Linked DNA regions of Sus scrofa: all the other regions are linked to region 1. A link is a contact called in public HiChIP or PLAC-seq data. All regions are on one chromosome and are shown on one strand. Each heading gives the region's core, a stretch centred on a gene start, on an enhancer-like site or on the middle of the called end of the contact. The rest is flanking DNA. Distances are from core to core; before and after follow the strand shown. Region 1 holds the start of PPIG (peptidyl-prolyl cis-trans isomerase G). Region 2 holds the start of UBR3 (E3 ubiquitin-protein ligase UBR3). Region 3 holds the start of METTL5 (methyltransferase-like protein 5). Region 4 holds the start of SSB (lupus La protein).

Region 1 (5,960 bases), core at 2,467-4,966:
TAATATTGTACCTACAACTATCTAAGCTCTTATAGTGATTAAATTTACCCCGAATTCTCTAGAGGGCAACTCATATAACCTAGGAATGTGATACTCAACCCAGTGACTCTTAGATAAAAAATCACGAACCTTTGGAGTTCCTGTCACGGCACAGTGGTTAACGAATCCAACTAGGAATTATGAGGTTTCAGGTTCGATCCCTGGCCTTGCTCAGTGGGTTAAGGATCCAGCACTGAGCTGTGGTGTAGGTTGCAGACACAGCTCAGATCCCACGCTGCTGTGGTTCTGGCATAGGCCGGCGGCTGCAGCTCCGATTAGACCCCTAGTCTGGGAACCTCACTATGCCTCGGGAGCGGCCCTAGAAAAGGGGGAAAAAAAAAAAAAAAAAAAAAAGAACCTTTGAGGTTTGAAGCAAACAGATAATCTGGTCCAATCTTCTGATTTTATAGGCTGAGAACAAGAGGACTAGAGAACTGAAGTGACTGCCTCCAAGTCACAAGTGGAAAAAAGCAAGAGTTTTCTGGTTAAGACTACAGCTTCACCGGAGAAATTAGCTTATTAACAAATATTCCAATAATGGCTTACATAATTTTCCACCTTATGACAGTAACACAATGATTTAATTATGAATAAATTTTAAACTAAAACTTAAGCACAATTAATACATAGCTTAATAAATGTGACTTAATACATAAACAAATAGGCGTTGTGCAATTTAAAAATCAACAAGGTAGAGAACTGTTCCTGTTTTTATTTTATTTTATTTTATTTGGTCTTTTTGCTATTTCTTGGGTCGCTCCCGCAGCATATGGAGGTTCCCAGGCCAGGGGTCCAATTGGAGCTGCAGCCGCCAGCCTACGCCAGAGCCACAGCAGCTTGGGATCCGAGCCGAGTCTGCAACCTACACCACAGCTCACAGCAACGCTGGATCCTTAACCCACTGAGCAAGGGCAGGGATCGAACCCTCAACCTCATGGTTCCTAGTCAGATTCGTTAACCACTGTGCCATAACAGGAACTCCCTGTTCCTGTTTTTAAAATAACCATTTTAGAGTCCCCTGGTGGCACAGAGGTTAAAGACTTGGCGATGTCACTTGGAACTACCAAAAGCAGTGGGCATGACCAAAAAAAAAAATTAATATCAAAAATTGATACCTATATTTATAAGTAGGCTATAGTTAAATTTTGAGAACAAGCTGGTGGTCATTTTAAGCCACCACTAAAACTGAAACATAGTGCAAAAGATTTCCTGTCTGGCAGTAAAAGTACAAAGTCCCAGCTACAGGAGTTGTCTGAGTATTTATAATACTGTCAGTAGTAAACTTCAAGATGCAAGATCTGCCCTATAGAAATAAAAATACACCGAGCTCTTATGAAGACCACATATGCATTAAAACAGGTCAAACCATTGACACTTAAATGAAAATAAAGCTTGGTGCTAATAATAAAGACAAAGAAAATAAAAAAAGAGCAATATCACTCTCTAGCAGAGAGATTTGCAACGAACTCTTCAAATCACTTTAATTAATTATATATGGATTCTAACTACATATAACAAGATACCTTAGTACATAAGGATACAGAAAATAGGTAATATAATTCTAATGAAATATCCTATAAGTAAAAAATAAGGGAAAACATCAACATGTATTTCTTAAAGAAAAAGAGCAACACTTGAAGCATTGCAGACGGTGTCCTGATAACTAATAGAACTATTTCATCCTACTATGAATGGCTACCAGTTTCCCTCTGCATAAAGAATGGATGCTGCCTGGCAGAAAATCTAATTTAAAATATGCAAAATATCAAAAGCACAAAGACTTTACTTAGAGGCCACCAATACTGCAACAAGCACCAAAAACGAAAGGCCTTTAATAAGTCACAATAAATGTAATGTATGCTCTTCACTTCACTCAGCTGAGTTCTTACTGAAAACTTATTTTACACAGAATTTTAACAAACTTGAATATTTATTTTTGAAGCCCACAGCTGATGATAGTCTGAAATCAAAGTATCATTTCATACATGAAAGGAAAAAAAAAAAAAAATGAAGTTCAGAAAGACAGCTGCGCCAGAAACAAATCCAAAGTTTCTAACCTAGTAAGTCTGCATACTCCTGACAGCAGAGGAAGGCAACTGACAATAGCCTGTAAATACAAAAACTTGAAAAAGTAAACAAAATTAAAAAAAAAACCACAGCCTCCTACTACAAGGCCCATTAAGACCTTAGAGTATCAATAATCCTGAATCATAAAACGTTAAACAATGTAAAATGAGCTCTGTTTAAAGCAGAAGTACGTTAATTTTTTCATAGGAATAATCTCATCTCAAAGGGTTAACAATTTTTAAAGGGGGGGAGATTAAACGGAGAAATTTTCAGATACACAAAAAATACGAATGAGAGAAACAGCCATTCTAGATATCTGTACCTTTACGCCTCCATTTAAAAAATGTTTTACACACCCCCTCTTCATCGTTACAAACCGGGAAACTACTGGCCCTTCTTTGCCAAATGGTAATAAAACAGACACACTCACATACTTTTCTATCCGGTTTTAGCTACTGAAAATTAACAACAGCCTAATTTCCACAACATTAAATTGTTCCTTGGACTTATTTATGATCACTATTGCTAAAACTTGGCCCTGCATAAAGTATTGTTATAGGAAGAAATTGAAATCACTGCACAAAATGGTGCTTCTATTACATTTCCAAAATGACCGAAAGTTCTCCATTCCCGCAGACCTCGATTAAGCACATTAAAAGACTAAAGATGAGCCAAATTCTCACACTTCCTCCAAGGCATATGGAGCTTCTAAGCCATCGCTTTCCTCCTAAAGAGTAATTATCGCCTGAAAGGCCTGCGCTGCTCACAGCTCCTCAGAAACGTGGGAGAACTTGGAGTCAGCTCTGGGATGAGAAGGGAACATCCTGGATTTGAGAAACAGGAGAATGCTTAACTAAGTGGCCTGTGCTACTTCACCACGCAGGATAGCCGCTGTGAGAGGAAAAGGTCGGAGTAGGGGAAAAGCCTGTCTTCAGTCTAATCTTAACCCCTGTGATCCAGGCTCCTCGCCTGCCACTCTCCAACCCTAATCTGACAAGATGGCAGGTAACGCCTCCCGCTTCCCCACCTATCCTCCCTCCTACCCCGCATCCGTGCTTAGTCTTACGATTATGAAGCATCAAAATCACCCTGGCTCCCTAGAGTTCAGGCCGCCGTCGCTGCCGCCATATTATAGCTTGTGCGGCAAAATGCGTCAGGGAGGGAGGTGTGAGCCCGAGCCGAGAGGGCGGGGGCTGGCAGGAGGAGGGCCGTTTTCCAGGCCCTAGAGGCGCGGCTGGAAACCTCCTCCAGCCCCAACAGCTGCAAAGCCCCCGCCACAGTCCTTAAGGGCTTCTGCTGGAGCCTGGCAGCCCCGATACCTCGAGGGGAAGACAGTTAAATCCACCCGGGCCTACCGCGGCGGCTCCGCCCCTCCTCGGGCCCTTCCCGCTCTCGTACGCCAGAACTGCTGCAAAGGACGCCACCGAAACAATATGGGCCCGCAGCCACCTACTTGCACCAGTATGGTCTCCTCTTCCCGGGGTCAGGTTCTTTAAAGCGCTTCAAATCTACCGCCTCCAGAAAAGGCGCTAAAGCCCACTAACCGCCTCCCTCCCCCCACCACCTAGTCCCGGCGTGGAGGGAAAGCGTCGCGCCGGAAGTACGTCATGGCTCGGCGGACCGCGTCTCCTGGTGATCCCTTGCCTGCGTCACCTCCCCCTCCCTAGAGTTCTTGGATTTTGGTGCTTGTTAAATTCCTGGTGTATCGGTAGCTTAAAGCTTTATTTGTAAGCTGACTGGGAATGTTTGTAACCAATCATTGTTCACCTCGTTGGTGAAATGAAGTGCCTCTTTTAATTAACATTTATTGATCCTCTGCCAGGGTATGGGAAGGAGACCCTAGAAGCTTCCAGGTCAGCTTCCAGTTAATGGCTATGACACAAGTCTTAAAAAACAGAACTGGGAGTTCCCGCTGTGGCTCAGCAGAAAAGAACCCCACTAGCATCCATGAGGATGCGGGTTCTATCCCTGGCTGCGCTCACTGGGTTAAGGATGGGGAGTTGCCAATACCTGCTGTGTAGGTCGCAGGTGTGTCTAGGATCTGGCACTTTGCTGTGGCTGTGTTCTAGGCCGGCAGCTGTAGCTCACATTTGACCCCTAGCCTGAGAACTTCCACATGTGGCACTGAGGCCCTAAAAAGAAAACAAACAAACGAAAAGAAAAAGTGAGGAGTTCCTCTGTGGCTCTGCAGGTTAAGGACCTGGCATGGTCACTGCTGCGCTTGAGTTGCTGCTGTGGACCAGGTTCCGCCCCTGGCCAAGGAACTTCTGCGTTCGGGGGTGTGGCCAAAAAGGGGGAAAAAAAAACACGGAAGTGAACAAAACACTACATGAGGAAAGAAGAAAATTACAAAGGGCATTGGACCTCTTTGTTATTGTTTTGTTGTTGTTTTTGTTTGCTGCATATGGAAGTTCCCAAGCCAAAGGTCGAATGGCATCTGTAGCTGAGGCCTCTGCCACAGCCACCACAATATAGGGTTGGAGCCACGTTTGTGACCTGTGCAGCAAGTGGCAGCACCGGATCCTTACCCCACTGAATGAGACCAGGGATCCAACCTGCAGTCCCTATATATAGTTTATCATTGTTTTAGTGGGTAAAGAAATTGAAGTTCAGTGAGGATAAGTGCCTCCCTCCCTGGTACACCGTTCTTAAATACCAAAGCACGTCTGACTCCAAATCCAATGTTCTTTAGGGGAAGTAGGACACCTACTGTTATTTAACGTTTTAAGAGATTAAGAATCTCTAGATTATGTTAGAATTAATTCCCCCTGCTTTTTGGTGAAGTCATCGGCAATCAAGGCAATCAATCGGGCAATCCAGTCTGGCAATCTGGAGATAGAAGGTGGGTGTCTTTTAAAGGAACCACCCTAAGAAGTCTTAGATTGTATTATTGTATGAAAAGAACATAAGTTATAATCGCTTAAAATTTTCACTCATTTTCGTTAGGTAAATTAGTAATTACCAACAACAGCTTGGCAGGTGTACACTTAAGGGTCCCGATCAATTTTACGTAACTATAAAACTGAGAGGACAGCCCCTGCCACTTTTAAGCCATTGCCTTCGTTGTAGGAGAGCAACAACATACTCTTTGTATGTTGTGTGGTTTTACACTTTGCAGTGAGGAGGGCAATTCTACAATACCTTAAAAGATCTGATTTAGGAGTTCCCTTGTGGCACAGCATGTTAAGGATCTGGCATTGTCACTGCAGTGGCTGGGGTTGCTACTGTGGCTAAGGTTTGATCCCTGGCTAGGGAGCTTCCATGTGCTGCGGGCATGGCCAAGGGAGGGGGGAGATCTGATTTATTATAAGGATTATGTTAAGAAGATTTCTTTGGGATTGGTTTGTTTAATTTTTGTTCATTTTCCTTCAGAATATATTTTCATTTAACTATGATATACACATTTTTAGATTTCTACTTACTGGTAGAGGTAATGTGGGAGTGACATTGCTGTGACATTGGTGTATTTTCCCTCTTTCTCGTTTATTCAGCCAGAGACATTTTTGAGGATATATTACAGATCATTATACTATAGTTAACATTTTGAGGTGCGCAAAGAAAACGTTACTATATCTTGTCCTAGGATATACTACCATTTGCCTATAGAAATAGACTTATATATGAAGTCACTGAAGAATTTTTGGGGGTTTTTTTGGGGGTTGTACCTGAAGCATATGGAAATTCCCAGGCTAGGGATTGAATCTGAGTTGCAGCTGTGACCTATTGCCACAGCTGCAGTAATGCTAGATCCTTAAGCACTGAGCTGGCAGGAAAAAACCACAGGATCCTTAATCTGTTGTGCCACAGCAGAAACTCCAAGAATTATTTTATAGTAAAATATTAATAAGCACTTA
Region 2 (5,960 bases), core at 1,937-4,436, 200 kb before region 1:
TGAAGTTAGAAAAAGAAAGACAAATACCATATGACATCACTTACATGTGGAGTCTAAAATATAGCACAAATGAACCTATCTACAAAACAGAAACAGACTCACAGACATAGAGAACAGACTTGTGGTTGCCATAAGAAGGGGAAAAGCAAGCGGGATGGACTGGGAGTTTGGGGTTGGCAGATACAAACTATTACATTTAGAATAGATAGACAATAAGGTCCTGCTATATAGCACAAGGAACTATATCTAATCTCTTGGGGTAGACCATGATGGAAGATAATATAAAATCGGGGCAATAGATAGACAGACAGACAAGACAGAAAGACATATATACCTCGGTCACTTTGCTATATAGCAGAAATTGGTACACTATAAATCAAATATACTTTAATAAAAATATTCAACTAAAAAAATTTCAAAGTTTTAATAGCACTCTGTTGATGAGGCTGTCAGAATGCAAGGAGTCACATGCTATGCTTGCTACTAACCCTTATGGGGGGCAATCTGTAAGTTCCACTTAGAGAATTTAGCCCATTGATATTCTTGCACAGGTGGGAAAAGACAGGTATACCAGTTTATTTCAGACTGAAGCCCAAATGTCCATCAAAAGTGATGATTAAATAAAAAATGGCAAATTCATGATGTGGAACACTATGCAGTTTTTTTTAAGTCGAGTACACTAATTAATGAGAACCTACTATATATAGCACAGGAAAATCTACTCAATAGTTTGTAATAACCTATAAGGGAAAAAAGAATGGATATATTTATAGGTATGACTGATTCACTCTGCCATACACTGAAACTAATACAACATTATAAATCAACTACACTCCAAATAAGTTACTTTTAACTAAACAGAATACACTGATTTATTGACATGGAAAGACCCATTAAATAAGTGAAAACTGAAAGATGTATAGAACAGTGCATGTAATGTTACCTTTTGCATAAAAGGAGACTGAAAAATCAAAACACATATTCATCCTTGTTTGTTTTTGCACTGAGAAACTAATGGGAAGAAACTGGGCAGATGGGAGACAGGATGAGAGTGAAATTTCAAACTGTGCATCTTTTTATTTTATTGTTTTCCTTTTTTAACTACATAAATATTTTACCTATTCAATTATTCAATTTTTAAAGCATTTTTAAGTGTCAGGCATACACTTTAAGCTCAAAAATGTTAACTGCAATTATTATTATTGTTGTTAGCAACAGCAGTATTATAAATATTATCATTATTAGCAAGCTCAATATACCTTCTTTCTGAAGCTTTTTTCTTACTCCCTCTGCACAGAAGGCTCCTCTAACTCCCAGACTATTTAAGGAATTTATCATTTTCTACTCTAGCGTAAGCAGCTTAAGGGGTAGGTCAATGTCTTGTTCATCTGTAATACTCTGGGAGCCTTGCTTGTACCTAGTAGATACAAACATACAAACCTTATGGAGAAACAGTAACCTACAAATACTCCAAAGAAAATAGTGACCATTTCTATAGGGATTATACTCTATTGTTAATTATAAGACCTGAAAATTGAAAAACTTGAATGACTGGATTTGCTAACATTCTTTCAACTACTGAATGAATGCCCAGCCAAAATCTCCTCTCTTGGACTAAGTTTCTTCTTTTCCCAGGACTTCCCCCAGCACTACATCCTAAGCTAAGACACAACATGTACCAACTCTTTAACTCACTGCAATCTCTGAAATATCTTTTGTCCTAAATCCAAACACTCTAGTACATCACTTCTATCGAAAAAGCATTTGTTGGTGTTTCCTTTTAGACAGAGGTTCACATATTAGTTAGTGAATAAAGTGCCCTTTTAACTGGAGAAGACCTAACACTTGATTCCTAGCTCGCTTGGTGTTTTGTTTGCTCTTCTGGTATGGAGGGTATTCTATAACTGCTCGCTCAGTAGCTCATTTCTAGATGTCATTCCAGCACACCAAATACTCCACTGACAGCTCAACAGTCACTTTTCATGCATGCCCCTCCCCTTCCCTCCTCCCTCAACCCCCATCAGCTCAAGAGCTCCTTACTGACACACTGACAGTTCAGAAGTCCCTTTGCACAAGCTGTCCTCCCCTGCAGCTGCAAGGCCACCTCCCCGACTCTCATCATTTTGCGACCCAATTTGAGCCCCAATATCATCCCCTTCCCAGCCAATCCAAATCACATCATCAAGTTCTTCCCAAGAAGCAGGCAGCTTTAAAGCCTTGCCCAACTAGTACACAATGACAGCTCGACATCAGATTCCCCAAGTACTATTTCCTCCTCTCTCCCCTCCCATCCCACGCACTGTCTCTTTTCTCGCACTCACTCACTCACTCGCCTCGGCTTCCCCGAAAATTCACAGCCTCCTTCTCTAAACATGCTCTCCGCTCTACCCCTACCCCATCCCCTTTGCACCGCTGACAGCTCAGTCATCGCCATCCCCGTGTAGCTGCACCCTTCCCAACTCCTCTCCCTTGACAGCTCAGGGTCGGCTCCGAGCTCCCCCTTTCCAAGGCCTCCCCAAACCTCGGCCTGGGCCTCCAGCGCTGCCCCCCGCCGGGGGGAGGTCTCCACTCACCCACTCTCCCGCATCACGTTGCTGTCCCCACAGTCACAGGCACCCCCGGCCTGGCTGCGGAACATGTTGAAGTCGTGTCCGGTGTGGTCACCCTGGTGGAAGCACTCGGCGCACAGCGACATGCAAGGGGAGATGCCGCACGTCCGGCAGCGGTAGGCCACGAAGTTGGCTGTCCAGACCAGGCCGCAGAGCGCCGCGGGGTCGTAGGCCCGCACTGCCGCGCAGAACTCGTCGTAGCCTCCGCCTCCAGCCAAAGGCACTTACACCACTCCAGGGCCTCCTCCTCGGCCGCCCCCGGACCGCCCCCGCCGCTGGCCGCTGCCGCCTCCTCGCCGTCCGCAGCCGCTGCCAGTGGCCGCTCGGCGCTCAGCACCCGCTCCAGCAGTGCCTGCAGCTCCTCAGCACCTGCCCGGTTGTCCGGCCGGCTGAGGGCCGCCTTCAGGTGCGCGGCGGTGGCCGCCTTGTCCAGGGCCAGCCCCTGTGCGGGCACCTCAGGTTGGGATGACTGCGGCCCCCCGACGGCCGCCGCGGCCGCCGCCGCCATGATGAGAGCTCAGAATTTGGAGAGTCCAGGGCCGGCGGCTCCTCTGGGGAGGGTGGGGGAATTGACTGCTGCGACTGCTCGGCCCGCCCAACTCTCGCGATACCCCGGGGCTTCTGCGCACCTACGCCTGCGTCCCCGCCCCTGCACACGCCCCCTCCCGCCGGGTGCCAGCTTCCCGACCTTTTCGCCTGGGGTGGTCGTCCTGTGTCTTCCTCCAACCTCTTGGCTCTCAGCTTATCGTTGAGAGCCGCTAAAATAAGGGACACGACTTAAAAAAAATTTAATGCGGGCAATGTGGAAAATCTGTAATGGGGATAATTTTTCCTTTATTTACCTGGACTATAGACATTATAGACAGTATCTTTCAGATACTACATCTACATTTCGTTTTAAGATGTAGATTACCACTTATCAAATCCTTAATTGCTATTGAATTACAATTATTATTGAAAAAACCTCCTAATGGTTCCCCTTGAATCAATTCTCTTTTTTTATTAAAGCTGATTTACAGTGTGCCAATTTCTGCTGAACAGCAAAGCGACTCAGTCGTATATGTGTGTGTGTGTGTGTGTGTGTGTATGAATATATATTGTATATATTTACACACATGCATGTGGGTATGTGTGTATATATATATATATTATTTTCCATCATGGTCTATCCCAGGAGATTGGATATAGTCGCCTGTGCTATACAGTAGGACCTCGTTTCCCCCGAATCAATTCTTACCCTTAACACTATTTCCAGTTTAATCTTTTTTTTTTTTTTTTTTTTTTGTCTTTGCTAGGTCCGCTGGGGCAGCATATGGAGGTTCCCAGGCTAGTGGTTTAATCGCAGCTGTAGCCGCTGGCCTACGCCAGAGCCACAGCAACGCGGGATCTGAGCGTGACTGCAACCTACACCACAGCTCACCGCAACGCGAATCATTAACCCACCGAGCAAGGTCAAGGATGGAACCAAAACGTCATGGTTCCTAGTCGGATTCGTTAACCACTGAGCCACAACGGGGAACTCCTCCAGTTTAATCTTCTAACATACATTTTTTAGAGGATTAAGGTACATTATTACCATCACTCTCCTGTTCAAACTCTTTAGTGGAAACAAAAGGGAACTCCTTGAATCTTCTTTTAAAGTCCACTACAGTCACAGGTATCCCAACCTAACTTTCTATCATTATCTTTTGATTCTACTCCAAGTTTGCCATTTGAATGAGACTAATGGGGCTGTTTTATGTTTTCTGAAGATGCTTTATGCTTTTCTGCTTTTGCTCTTTATTGTTCCTAATTCCACTCCGTACAGTCACCCCACACCCCTGTTCTAGCAATGTCTGCCCATTTAATTTCCCTTCTTCAAAAAAAAAAATAGCTCTGAACTTTTTTGATGATATAGCCTATTGCCAGCACTGTGAAAAACTTCATCCCCACAGCATTGATAAATTTCTTAAGGGCAAAGAATGAATTTTCTTCATCATTGCCCATAAGTGTTCAAATATTTGATTATTGTTGTTAAATGGAACATAATTACAGTAGATAATGTTTGATGCATATTTCCTGTGTGCCTCATTCTTTCTATGGGTAACAACCCTCTCAATAATTCTATAAAGTAAGGAAACTAAAACATAAGGAGGTAATTTATGTGTCCCAAAAAGACACAACTGACAAATGAGAGGTGACTGAAATGCAGATCCATCTGAGTCCAAAGCTCTGCTCTTTCTACCACATCAATGCTTCCCAAACTTGCCTGACCCTAAGAATCAGCTGAAGTTTTACTCACAAAAACACATTCTGGGGCCCATCTCAGACCCAGGGAATCAAAGTCTCCAGAGGTTACACTGCCGTATCTAGCAAAATCTGAATCTTAAAAGAGATCATCACTGATGATCCTTCCAGAACTAAAAATCTGCAGCATATTAAGTTCCTGTAGCTCACCTCCAGAGAGCTGGATGTATTATTAAAAGTAACTTAGTAACACATGACAAGAACAACCAAAAATGAAAAAAGCTGGAGTTCCCTTGTGGCCTAGCAATTTGGGACTGAGTGTTGTCATTGCTGTGGCTCAGGTTCCACCCCTGACCCTTGAACTTCCAAATGCCTTGGGGTATGGCCAAAAAAAGAAAACAGCTGTAGGAGAAGCAATCCAAGAAATTAGAGTAATAGTATTTCCAATCCATAACCAGTGATATAAATGAATCTAGCATAACTAATACGTACTATTTCACATGTCCTGATCCTACATTAATAAAGCATTTCACAATCATCACTTAACAGCGGTAAATAATTCAAAAAATGCTCAATAATTCCCTTTATGAATCACCAAGTTGTAAACCAAATGAAATCTAGGAACATTAGAACTAGTGTGTGTTCACTAATCAGTGTCTATGGTTTCAGACAGTTGGGGAAGTGTGCTGATATCTGTCCAGGATTGCTTTCCTGTGAAGAAAAACAGGGTGTGTGCTCCGCTTCACCATGATGATGCACACTAGCAAATGCATCCTCATTTCAGCATTCCTCAATGGCCCGCACACAGTCTGTTTGACAGAAACACAATTTCTACAAATTTCTACAAAATTGCACCACTTGTCACCAGTGCCTCTTTTTTTCTGCAACAAAAACAAACAAAAAAATTTAGGAGTTCCCACTGTGGTGCAGTGGATTAAAAATCTGACTACAGCAGCTAGGGTCACTGCAGATGGTTCAATCCCCAGCCAGGCACAATGATCCAGCGTTGCAGCGGCTGCAGTGTAGGTCACAGCTGCAGCTCAAACTCGGTCCCTGGCCTAGGAATTTCACACGCTCCAGCTGTAGCCATAAAAAATGATAATAATAATAATTAATAAAAATAAA
Region 3 (5,960 bases), core at 1,161-3,660, 170 kb before region 1:
GTGGCTGCTTTTCTTAAGAATTGTTCACATTTACTTTTTCTACTTCTTTGACTTTTGAAACCAAGCAGAGCCCTCTGGGGCTCCTGGGCACTAAAGACTTTCTGTGTCCCCCATTTCTTATTTTTAGGAAATAGACCTCATTCAGCCTCCATGACTTTCCCAGAATTGCAAAGGGCAGATTCAAATAGCTGCTTATCAGGGAAGGGGGTGGATCAGAAACAAAAAATGAGCAGTCCAGGAAAAATAGTGTAGCCTTGGGCAGGGTCCTGGTTCTCCCTCAAGGACTATACATAACGCCATATTTGAGTTCTTCAGAATTAACCCCCCTCCCCTCAACAAATGAAAGATGTTAACTACTTGATGAAGCATTTTTCATTCGAGAGAGAAGGAAGACCACCAGAACCAGTCCTTGGGCTGCTAAACACCAGCTTTGAAGAATGCAAGCTTCCATCTACCCTAATCCTTACCTGTGGCCTTATTTTCCACTCCAAAACTTTAAGACCACCTCCTATACTCTCCCAGTGATGGGGGGTGGGGCACAGTCTGTGCCCTGCTGTGATCTTTGCCTGACAAAGCAATACAAGCTTTTTTTTTCTCCTTCACCCCACACTCTGTCTCAACATTTCTATTCCACACCAGTGGACACGTATCCCAAACGCAGCCTCTGTACACTGCACCAACTAGGTTTCAGAGGTTTGGGTGAAGCAGAAAGAATAGCTTCATTGCTTTGCCAAGCAAAGGAGGCCACAGCAGGCTAACTCCTCAAATCTGTGTCTTGCCTTGAGAGAGGATAGCAAGGGGTTTTACAGGTTTAGCTCAGGGAGTTCCCTTGAAGGCTCAGTGGTTAATGAACCTAAGATCCACGAGGTTGTGGGTTTGATCTCTGGCCTCGCTCATCGGATTAAGGAGCTGCCACTGCTGTGAGCTGGAGTTTAGGTCCCAGACTCCGCTTGAATCCAGCGTTACTGTGGTTGTGGCATAGGCCAGCAGCTGTAGCTCTGATTTGAGCCCTAGCCTGGGAACTTGCATATCCCGAGGGCGTGGCCCTAAAAAGCAAAAAATTTAAAAATTAAAAATATAGGTTTAACTCTGAAGACAGGGTTATTGATCAAGGTGTCTGCATTATTCTCCCTTCGTAGATCATTTCAGAGTCATAAAGGCCTGCATCAGATGGTCCGGTGATGGTTTTCTGGTTGTTTAGGGGTTATTGTTCCTTGACCTTTTCTCTGGAAAGACTATTGCTTACAGGGAGGGGTGTTAGGGAGGGTTCCAACTACAAAAGAAAACACTAGGTGCAATAAAACACTAGGTGCAATATAACTCTAGAAAATAAACATTAGTAAAAGAAAGCAGTTAAGCAAGCAAGAGATCATAGGTGAAAAGCCAGTTAGAGTAAGCTTGTGGGCCAAGGCAGGGCATAATATCACAGAGATTGTTTTAACTAGTTTTAGCTCTAACAATATTTTCTAATCATTAACTCTTGTGTCAGCCTTTTGAGACTGAGGGGAGGCCAGGAAGCCTAAAGGAAAAGTCTTTTACTTCAAAAGACAAAGACTTAGGAGCTTGTACATAGAGATAGAGGCAGAGCAAATTTCAGCAATGCTTACGCTTGGGTCCTCAATCCACTACAATTTGACTTCTGCTCCTACTCTGTGAAAGCCTAACTTTTTTTCCAGCGTTTGACACCATTTCCTACTCTCTCTCTCTTTTTTTTTTTTTTTTTTTTTGGTCTGCTTGTGGCCACACCTGCAGCACAAGGACGTTCCCAGGCTAGGGGTGGAATCAGAGCCACAGCTGCCGCCCTACGCCAGAGCTACAGCAATGCCTCTGGATCTTTAACCCACTGAGCCAGGCCAGGGATTGTACCCCCATCCTCATGGATCCTAGTTGGGTTTCTGATGAGCCACAAGGGAAACACCAACAACTTCCTATTCTTTAAATTCTCTTTTGTTTGGGCTTCTCTGACGTCACACCTTGTGAGAGTTGAGGTACGTGACACAAGTGACTTAAAAAGAGGGAAACAGAAGGAAAATGCAAACAGCAAAGGCTGCAAAGATGAGTGTGGGCTGCTACTTTTTGAGAGGGGCCTTGAGAGGCGGCAGAGCCGGCCACAGTGGGCATTAAAACAAAGTGACCATGACTCTCATCCTCACTTTCACTCTTTTCCTAACCCTCTTCCTTTGGGGACTCCAAGATACTCAAGGAAAAATGAGAAGGTAAGGCCCTCGCAACAGGCGGCGGGGCGGGGCCTGCGGAAAAGGCGAGCTCTGCCGGCGGCCCAAACAGCCCGACGAAGGAGGGGGAGGTGGCGCTTCCGGCCGGCGTAACCCTTGCGCAGGGCCGCGGATGCAGCTCGGGAGCAGGCGGCTCTACAGCGTTCGGGTGTGCGTGTGCGCATGCGTGTGCGCGTGCGTTGCTGCACTTCCGGCTGAGGCGAGCGCAACCTCTGGAAGTGTTGGGCCACCGCATGAGGAGCTCTCGCGTCTCTAAGGCAGTCAGTTATTCACTCCTGCCCGGTGTATCACCTGTATCCGTACGGGATACCCTGGAGCTGGCGCTGGGAAGAGAGCGGGAACCGCCTGGGCCTGGTGCACCTTTCGCGTCTTGCGTTCCCTGACTGGCTCTCATCCAGCTGCGCCGAAAGGGGCAAGGGATCAGAGTTGGGGAGAAGATCCAGGTGAAGTTTCTCTGCAGATCCAGCGCCGTTAAACCTTTCGAGCGCACAGTTTTTTTAAAAATGAAGAAATTAAGGCTTAAGGAACTAGAAAGTCGCCTGCAACAAGTGGATGGATTCGAAAAGCCCAAGCTACTTCTAGAACAGTATCCAACCAGGCCGCACATTGCAGGTAGGGCGGCTGATGTTCACGCCCTTGTTTCGCGGGTTAGTCCTGTCTGCTCATTTCGTAATGAAAATAGAACAGTTATTTGGATACCGGCAACGTCTAGAAAGACGTTGCTCTAAGATTACTTATTGCGTTAGAGAGGACTCGACACCGCGGCCAAAGACACGCACGTACAAGACACTATCGTTTTATTATCTGGTTTTCTGCATACCTCTTAACACTGTCAGACATCTTTTTAATGTATTTGTTAATCTAATTACACTTCGAACTCCTTGAGGGCGAAAATGTGCTGGTCTTGTTTACACAACTCCCAGTTAGAAGAGTTCCTTGAACTACTTGGGAGCTCAGTAAATTATTTGCTAAATAAGGATCAATTTCCTAGTGCAACACATTGCCAGCCCAAGGATTCCTTGCCCTAGAAATAAATACTACAGTTGGTAGCAGAAAGACTTGAGTTTTAACAATCCAGAATAGGTGCTATATAAAGATGAGGATGCATTTCAATTTTAACAAATGATCTGAAAATCAGCAGTATTGCTTGATGTGAGAGATTGATACTGGAAGTATAAAAATACAGAAAAAAACATTTGTATTTAATAAACATTACTGGAGTTCCCTTTGTGGAATAGCTTTGGCCTAACGGGATCATGGGATCATTGGTGGCTTTGGAGACAAAGGGATGTAGGTTGGATCCCTAGTGGGCACAGTGGGTTAAGGATATGGTGTTGTGGTGCAGCTGCTGGGTAGGTTGCAACTGGGGCTTGGATCTGATCCCTGGCTAGGGAACTCCACATGCCAGCAGGTGGCCAAAAACAGAAAAAAATAAATAAACATTACCAGAGTCATTGGAGGAGTCAGGTAGATTAATTTGTTGTGGATATCTGCAAGGAGAAATCCCTCCCCGCCCCCAAGAAAATGAAGGAAAAAATGTGTATACCTGCACTTAACTCCAATGTATAGTCTTTAATTCCAACCAAAAATTGGCACAAAATTGTGTCTGGGTTAAGACCAGTTATCTCACTTTAGATAATGATTTCCTTAATGTCTTCTGGCTGTAGGGTTTCATAGTAGAATCCTTATTTTTTCCCCAAGTAACAATCAGTTGTTTGAAACCCCTGTGTGTCACATACACATGGTTGTGCTAATTCTTTGAAATACTAGCTTCAAAGTCACTAATACCTGCCGCAATCGCTAGAACAGCACAGACAGCCTGAGACATCCCTGTAATTGTGTTTTTAATAAAACCTCTGGATCCTGGGACATCAGTGATGCCCAGCAGCCCTTGGTGAATTCAGATATCCACAGGGAGATAGCAGTGGAGTATTCATGCTTAACCTACATCATATTCCACACCTTCATGTATTTGAAAGATCTTTCCCATCTCAGAAGCTTTGCTCTGCTCCTCAATAGTTCTCTTCTCTGGTCTCATTGGTAGGATATATGTGTCTGTAGATCATGAATATACGTGTCTAAAGGCTGTACTGTGGATGTAGCTTTTTCCTTTCCCATTCTAGCTTGAACTTAATGGTACCTGTATTATGGTGACAAACTTACTGCAAAAAAAGTTCTGTTTTAATGTTAATGTTTGCTCACTATTATTAGTTCCCAGACTTAAAAGTTTCACAGATCAGTAAAATTTCACAATTTTAGAAACTGATAGAGTTGCCAAGTTTATATTTTGAGAAAGAAGGATTTTTTAATTTTTTATTTTGTTTTTGTCTTTTGTCTTTTTAGGGCCACACCCACAGCATATGGATGTTCCCCGGCTAGGGGTTGAACCGGACCTGTAGCTGCTGGCCTACACCACAGCCACACAGGATCTGGAGCCACATCTGCAACCTACACCACAGCTCACTGCAACGTTGGATCCTTAACTCAGTGAGTGGGACCAGGGATGGAACCTGTGTTCTCATGGATACTAGTTGGGTTTGTTAACTACTGAGCCACAAGGGGAACTCCAAGGATGTTTTTTTAAACCTATTTACTCTTACATCCTTTTATAAAAATATTTCAACATCAAAGAAAACTGATGTATGTGTGTATGGCAATGTTTTGAACAGGTTATAGAAATTGACTGTATTTTTCTCATTTAACCTTAAACTTCTGACATTCTTGGCATTGTCAGCAGAGACTAGTTTGGGGAACCAGTGATATGTATTATCATCCTATTTATGAATCTCTTATTATATATCAAGTTACTATACTTTGTTATTTTTTAATAATCTAGAACACCATTTGGGAGAGGACTAAATAATGCAAGACTCGAATCCAACTAGGAACCATGAGGTTGCGGGTTTGATCTGTGGCCTTGCTCGTGGGTTAAGGATCCAGTGTTGCTGTGAGCTGTGGTGTAGGTTGCAGACGTGGTCCGATCTGGTGTTGCTGTGGCTCTGGCATAGGCCAGCAGCAATAGCTCCAATTAGACCCCTAGCCTGGGAACCTCCATATGCTGAGGGTGCAGCCCTAAAACAAAGGACAAAAAGACAAAATAATAATAATAAATAATGCAAGACATTGTTTTATAAAGATTCATTTACACAGATTGGATTTTGGTCAACTTGCCTATTTATTCCTTAATATGTTTTTTTCATCTTTTAGCGTGTATGCTCTATACAATCCACAATACATATGATGACATTGAAAACAAAATGGTTGCAGATCTAGGATGTGGCTGTGGAGTGCTTAGCATCGGAACTGCAATGCTAGGAGCAGGGTATGTGTTCTAGTATACACTGTTTGGGTATGGGGTGGTTATGGGACTCTGCAGTATGAGATGAGAGGAGCAAGAATCTAATAGTACATTTTGGAGTTCCCGTTGTGGCTCAGTGGCTAACGAACCCAACCAGCATATATGAGGACTCAGGTTTGATTCCTGGCCTCGATCAGTGGGTTAAGGATCAGGCACTGCCATGAGCTGTGGTGTAGGTTGCAGACGGGGCTCGGATCCTGAGTTAACTGTGGCTCTGGCGTAGGCCAGCGGCTATAGCTCCAATTTGACCCCTAGCTTGGGAACCTCCATATGCCCCGTGGGAAGACCCAAAAAAATAGCCAAAAGAAAAAAAATACAGTAGTATATTTTGAATGGACTGAACATCAAAACAAAGTTTAAAAAACAAA
Region 4 (5,960 bases), core at 1,370-3,869, 150 kb before region 1:
CTTTGACTGCTGTTGTGACAAAGGTTCCATCCCTGGCCTTGCAACTTCCACATGCAGCAGAAATAAAAAAAGTTATGAGAGTTGCAAAAAAAAGCTACCAAGTAACATAATCTGAATTTTCTCAGTAATAAATTAAGGGATAATTTCCCACACAGCCATTACTGATACCGTAAAGCATCAACTTAAATAAAACATCTAAATTCAAAAAAAATGCCAAGAGAACTTTAAAGAGATAATTCTGTTAAAAAAGTTAAACAGCTGAAAGGAACTAACTGGGCAGAAAATACTACTAGGACCTTCAAGAATAAAATGCTATTTAACAGGGAAGATATTTTACAAAGAATTTTTACATTATGTGCTAGGCACTATTTCAAGTGTCTTACATTTTACCAATTAACATAATTCTCACAGCCACCTTATGAGGGTACTACTACTATTATTCCCACTTTAGAGACTAGAAAATTAAAGCACAAAAAAGTAACACTAGTCTGTAGCATTATCCTTTGAAAGGTTTTTGTCTTTGGGTTTCAGAAAATGACTCCATCTATACAAAAATGTATACTACTGTATGTTTTCTAACTCCAATAATAAACGACTCACCAAATGATCACTATACTGAAATTAAAAGCTCTGTTTTTGTTTTGAGGCCCTAAATTTCCTTTCAAAGAGCCTGTTTTTGCAGTGTAATACCACAACAATCATACCTCAATTTGATGACAGATTTTGGCCTCCAGAGCAGCCAGTTTTTCATTATCACCATTTTCAGCCATTGTGGCGGATCTGTAAAATTTCCCATATTGGCATAAGGAGGTTATTTTTCACATAAAACTCAAGACCATTTTTTAAGTTTTAAAATTATTAGTATCCCAACATTTTCCTAAAAATCACTATTTTTTCATTTCAAAGGTTCAATTTTTCTACTCAATCCTCAAATTCCAACCAAAGAAACTTTGATGGAAAACGGAAAAGCTATGGATAATCTACACCCTTTTCAGTAAATCACTGTTCCAGCTTCTTCCTACAACACAGTGAGTGGTTAATCCTCATTTAGATGATCTAGAAAGCTTTGGGGGGGAAAAACTCCATTCAACCACTTACCAACCATTACTAGATTTAAACAGATCACCATCTGTCAGTATATTACCATGGATCTCAGCCTAGTTTGGTGTGGGTCGAATTTCTTTTGAAATTAGTCACAGCTGACTTACCAAAAACTTATGAACAAGATTATACATCAAAACTTTAAGATAAAAAGAATTCAAACATCACAGTCACGATTAGATTAAATGGTGATTTGAGAGCCTGGGGACACTAATACAACATTAAACTAGGAGTATGCCTATTAATTTTCTAATATATTGGTTAATCTTACAGCCAGTTTCCTGTTTCACATCCCCGACAATAACACTGCAGGAAAAAAAAAATCCCGGACAATACCAACTGTGAAGTTGGTTTGCTAGGAATAACAAAGTCTTCTGACTTCAAATTACTTGCTTCTAGTGCTCTACCAAACCATCGAAATACAATGTTCAATAGTGTATTTATAAGGATTCATCAAGGATATCTGCCATTGATCAACTCTAACGATGAACTGTGACTGGTACACTTCTTGGAAGCATCATTTTATATACTATAATTGCTATGCAACAACCTGGATGCACAATGGAAAATCTCATACGGTGCAACATTTCTTTACAAAATATGATCAATCTTATGAACTGGTTTGTCGACCACAATTTCTAAGCTATTACCGTGATGTAGGGCCCCCTACAAAGAAAAGGGTGAGATAAAAGAACTATTTAGTCCTCGTAAGACTTCTTGGGCCTACCCAATTTTGGAACTTCGTTTCATGAGATACCTTCCCAGAATGTACAACTAAAAGTGTAACATTTACCCACACTTTCCAATTTCCCCCCGAAGCCTTTTTGTGAGTCAATGAGAACCATAAAAATCCAAGAGGGACGCCAGGGGAACGCCTGCGGCCCCTATTCCTCGGCCTCCAGTCTGTATCACATGATCCAAAAAACCCGTCGGCGTTTAACCCACGCCAACCTTCCCACAAACTTACACAGTCGAACATCTGCTTTCGGCGACACAGGAAAGCGGTGGAGGTACGAAACCTTAAAGATGCAGTGGGGGAGGCGGGCAGCCCGCGTCCAAAGAACGCGCGAGCGCCGCGTCCCAAAGCAACCATTGGATCGCCTGGGCCCCAGTCAAGTGCGGGAAACCTCCCCCTGCTCCTACGAGGAACGAACCTCGCGATGGCCTGCGCACCTCCCCCCGCCGCCCCGCCACCAGCTCAGCGCGCCGCCTCCGGCTGCGGCCCACGCGGCGCTCGCCCCGAACGCGAGGAAGGCGAGGGGCGGACGCACCCAGCGTGAGGCAGCAAGGAAAGGGAACGCGCCGTCGCGCGCCACGCAAAGCAGACCCTTTTGTACCTTCATCTCTTAGCTACCGGGAGTTGCTCACCTTTAAGTTCCCGGTCCCACACAGCCGCGCCACAGGGTCACTAACAGCGACAGCAACGTCCGGACTTCCCAACGCCGCCAAATGCCCGACGCGCGTAAAGAAGATGGGGGCCGTCCCGGCAGCCCTTGCGGCCAGAGTGGGCGGGGCTTCGGGCGTGCCGGAGCCGGTTCCGCGCTCTGAGCATGCGCCTGGGCCTCGGGCCCGAGGCCACAGGAGTCCCACCCACCGTTCGAGGAGATTGGGTTAGGAAGTCCCGCCGGATATTGAAGGGTGTTAGGATAAATGTTTCTTTTTACGTATTTCTGGATGGCATTTGTATTTCCAGCCCTTCATTAGGCTCTCTGTTTTCTAAAATGTTTGTTTTTTTCCCCTAGAAGCTATCCTTTTAAAAATTATTTAAATTTTCAGTGATTTTTCTCCCTTAAAAAAAAAAAGACAAATTTTTTAAAAAAGGAAAGACGGAGTTTTAGAGTTGAGATAACAATAGAGAGTTCAAGAGCTGGAATTCTGAAATCACACTGCCTGTATTCAAATAAAGGCTCTTCAGTTTACAGACTGTGACCTTGGGCACTTTACTCAACTTCTCTATCCCTCACATGTAAAATGGAGCAAATAATAAATATCACGTATCTCATACAGTTGTGAGCATTAAATGTGATAAAGCATATATACCTTGCCAGGAACTGTGCCTGACATATAGTAAGAGAAGCAGCATATATTAATTTAAAACAAACAGGAGTTCCCGTTGTGGCTCAATGGTTTAAGAACCCGACAAGTATCCATGAGGATGTGGATTAGAGGATCTGGTGTTCCCCGAAGCTGGAGTGTAGGTCGCACACCCGATTGACCCAGCGTTACTGTGGCTGTGACTGATTGGACCCCTAGCCTGGGAACTTCCATATGCAGCAGGTGTGGCCTTAAAAAGGGGGGGCGGGGGGACAAAACTTGTCATTTTAGTAGTTCCCATCATGGCTCAGTGGAAATGATTCTGACTAGTATCCATGAGGATGCAGATTCCATCCTGGCCTCGCTCAGTGAAGTTAAGGATGCAGTGTTGAGGAGAACTGTGGTGTAGGTCACAGATGTGCTTCTATATGGCATTGCTGTGGCTGTGGCATAGGCCAGTGGCTACAGCTCCCATTCGACCCCTAGCCTGGGAACCTCCATATGCTGCGAGTGTGGCCCTAAAGACAAAAAAAAAAAAAAAAAAAAAAAGTCATTTTAGATGACCAAAATGCTATCTAGTTCGGAAATCTGTTGCCTCTACTAAAGACTTTTCCTATTAGTACATTTTTTGCACAATAATTTTAGTTTAAATGTTCCTTTTTGTTGGAGTTCCCTCTGTGGCACAACAGGATGAATGTGCCATCCTCCTCCTCCTCCCCTCTCCCTCCATCCATGCGCAGGGATGACGGTTCCCTCCCAGGAGGGCAGTGGGTTAAGGATCCTGTGTTGCTGCAACTGTTGTGTAGGTCACAATTCTAGCTTGGATTGGATCCCTGGCAGGGAACTCCATATGTCCCAGGGACTGCCACAAAAAAAAAAAAAAAAAAAAAGAGTTCCCTCAGGCTGGAGCATGTTAAGGATCCCAGGTTGTGATTGCAGAGCTGTGGCATGAGTTTGTGAGTTCGATCACTGGCCGGAGAACTTCCACGTGCCCTGAGCGATGGTGGCAGCAGCATCATCATCATCATGGTCACTTAAAGGAGTTTTTTCTTTCTTTCTTTTTTTTTTCAGGGCAACACTGGATCATTAAAGGAGTTTTTTCTTGTAGTAAGGCAATCTTTTATTTTCCCCCAAGTTTTCTTGAAAATTTGAAATGATATTGGTGAAATAGCCTGTTAAATGATCTCAAAGGTTTTTGGCAGTCCCAAAACAGATCAAATGATTTTATTTGTAAAACAATGCAGTAATAGATTCAGTCCAGATAGTGTATCAAGCCAATGAGAAAACTATTTCTCTCTGTCTCTGTTTTTTTTTTTTTTTTTTTTTTTGTCCTTTTTAGGGCCACACTCACAGCATATGGAGGTTCCCAGGCTAGGGGTCTAATCAGAGCTACAGCTGCTGGCCACGGCCACAGCCACAGCAACGCAGGATCCGAGCCTCGTCTGCAACCTACATCACAGCTCACGGCAACACCAGATCGTTAATCCACTGAGCAAGGCTAGGGATCGAACTCGCAACCTCATGGTTCCTAGTCGGATTTGTTTCCACTGAGCCACGACAGGAACTCTGAGAAAGCCATTAATGGAGTTATGCTCAGCTAGTTTAAATCCAAATTAATGGTGTTCTCTTTTATCCACTTAACAAATATTTATCTACCTCCTACCTGGTGCCAGGACAAAATAAAAACTTAATTCACTTTTTGATCAAGTCAGTCAGAATATAGGTATTTAACAGAACAAATAATACAAATGTCGGGGTACTACCACGATTCCACTGGACAAACCATTTACTACCTGCCTACTAATGTCCTGGTATGGAGCTTGGCAGTGGGAATAAAAAAAAGACCCAGACTCTGCCTGGAGATGGTGGCACTCAGACAAATGTTACTGCTCATTTATAGCCCCACACTTGGTAGAACTGCAGATATAGTCTGCCAGGGACAACACTTACTGCAGAACATTTATTGTTTCCATCTGATCTCCAGTCCTTTACTCTCCCTTTCTTCTTTTCTCCTTTCTCCCTCTCTCTTTCTTCTACCAGCCAACTCCATGCAGCTACCACATGGATTCCTGGCTGCATACAAAAAGGAAGTTTCATTTTTTTCAGATGAAGCACCAAGAAGATGCTCTCTCATGCAGATATCCATCTCTCTCATAACACAACTTTGTAGGATAATGTACTAAAAGACTATCTCTGGCTGTAGATTTTTTTTTTCTTTTTTGGACAACCTGTGGAGTTCCCAGACCAGGCATCAGAGCTGAGCCTCAGCTGTGGCAACTGTGCAGCTGAGGATCAAACCTAGGTCCCCAGCGCTGCAGAGATGCCACTGATCCCATTGTATCACAGTGGGAGCTCCTTTGGTTGTAGATTTAATACAATCATTTTAGAGAGCAATTTGGCAATATCTGCCAAAGTTTATGATATGCAGAGCTGATGGCCCCAAAATCTACTCCTAAAAATATATTCTAGGGAAATTTTTATGTCTGTGAATAAGAAGACATGTGCAAAAATATTCATAGCAGCATGGTATATAAATGCAGAGAATTGGAAATCCACTAAATGTCTATCAAAAAAGAAAGAGTAACTACACTGTGATGTAATTAAACAATAAACTATATAGTAATGAAAACAAGCCAAAACTACATGCACTGACATTGTTGAAATTCAAAAACATGATGCTGAGTTAAAAAAAAGGATTTGGGAGAGTTCCCATTATGGCTCAGCTGTAATGAGCCCAACTAGTATACATGAGGATGCAGGTTTGGTCCCTGGCCTCGCTCAGTGGGTTAGGGATTCAGCTGTGTTGTAGGTTGCAGATGTGGCTT

The links. HiChIP or PLAC-seq counts read pairs in DNA pulled down with a chosen protein or histone mark.
Region 2: an H3K27ac HiChIP or PLAC-seq map of alveolar macrophages shows a contact between it and region 1. The contact joins the promoter of UBR3 here to the promoter of PPIG in region 1. A contact is called at or near these places in 2 of 2 datasets of contacts at active chromatin or transcription factors (alveolar macrophages and skeletal muscle).
Region 3: an H3K27ac HiChIP or PLAC-seq map of alveolar macrophages shows a contact between it and region 1. The contact joins the promoter of METTL5 here to the promoter of PPIG in region 1. A contact is called at or near these places in 6 of 47 Hi-C or Micro-C datasets (alveolar macrophages, epiblast stem cells, fetal skeletal muscle and 3 more) and 1 of 2 datasets of contacts at active chromatin or transcription factors (alveolar macrophages).
Region 4: a contact with region 1 is called in an H3K27ac HiChIP or PLAC-seq map of alveolar macrophages. The contact joins the promoter of SSB here to the promoter of PPIG in region 1. A contact is called at or near these places in 1 of 5 promoter capture datasets (liver), 6 of 47 Hi-C or Micro-C datasets (alveolar macrophages, epiblast stem cells, fetal skeletal muscle and 2 more) and 2 of 2 datasets of contacts at active chromatin or transcription factors (alveolar macrophages and skeletal muscle).

Annotation. Positions count from the first base shown.
Region 1 is chr15:75,938,153-75,944,112 of Sscrofa11.1, reverse strand. PPIG (peptidyl-prolyl cis-trans isomerase G) reads right to left here and starts at 3,716. Exons shown (of 14, transcript XM_021076269.1): 1 at 3,560-3,716.
Region 2 is chr15:76,132,682-76,138,641 of Sscrofa11.1, reverse strand. UBR3 (E3 ubiquitin-protein ligase UBR3) reads right to left here and starts at 3,186. Exons shown (of 40, transcript XM_021076503.1): 1 at 2,832-3,186; 2 at 2,574-2,829. The coding sequence starts at 3,117.
Region 3 is chr15:76,104,812-76,110,771 of Sscrofa11.1, reverse strand. METTL5 (methyltransferase-like protein 5) reads left to right here and starts at 2,410. Exons shown (of 6, transcript XM_005671924.3): 1 at 2,410-2,846; 2 at 5,442-5,556. The coding sequence starts at 2,738.
Region 4 is chr15:76,085,246-76,091,205 of Sscrofa11.1, reverse strand. SSB (lupus La protein) reads right to left here and starts at 2,619. Exons shown (of 12, transcript XM_001924998.6): 1 at 2,470-2,619; 2 at 705-780. The coding sequence starts at 770.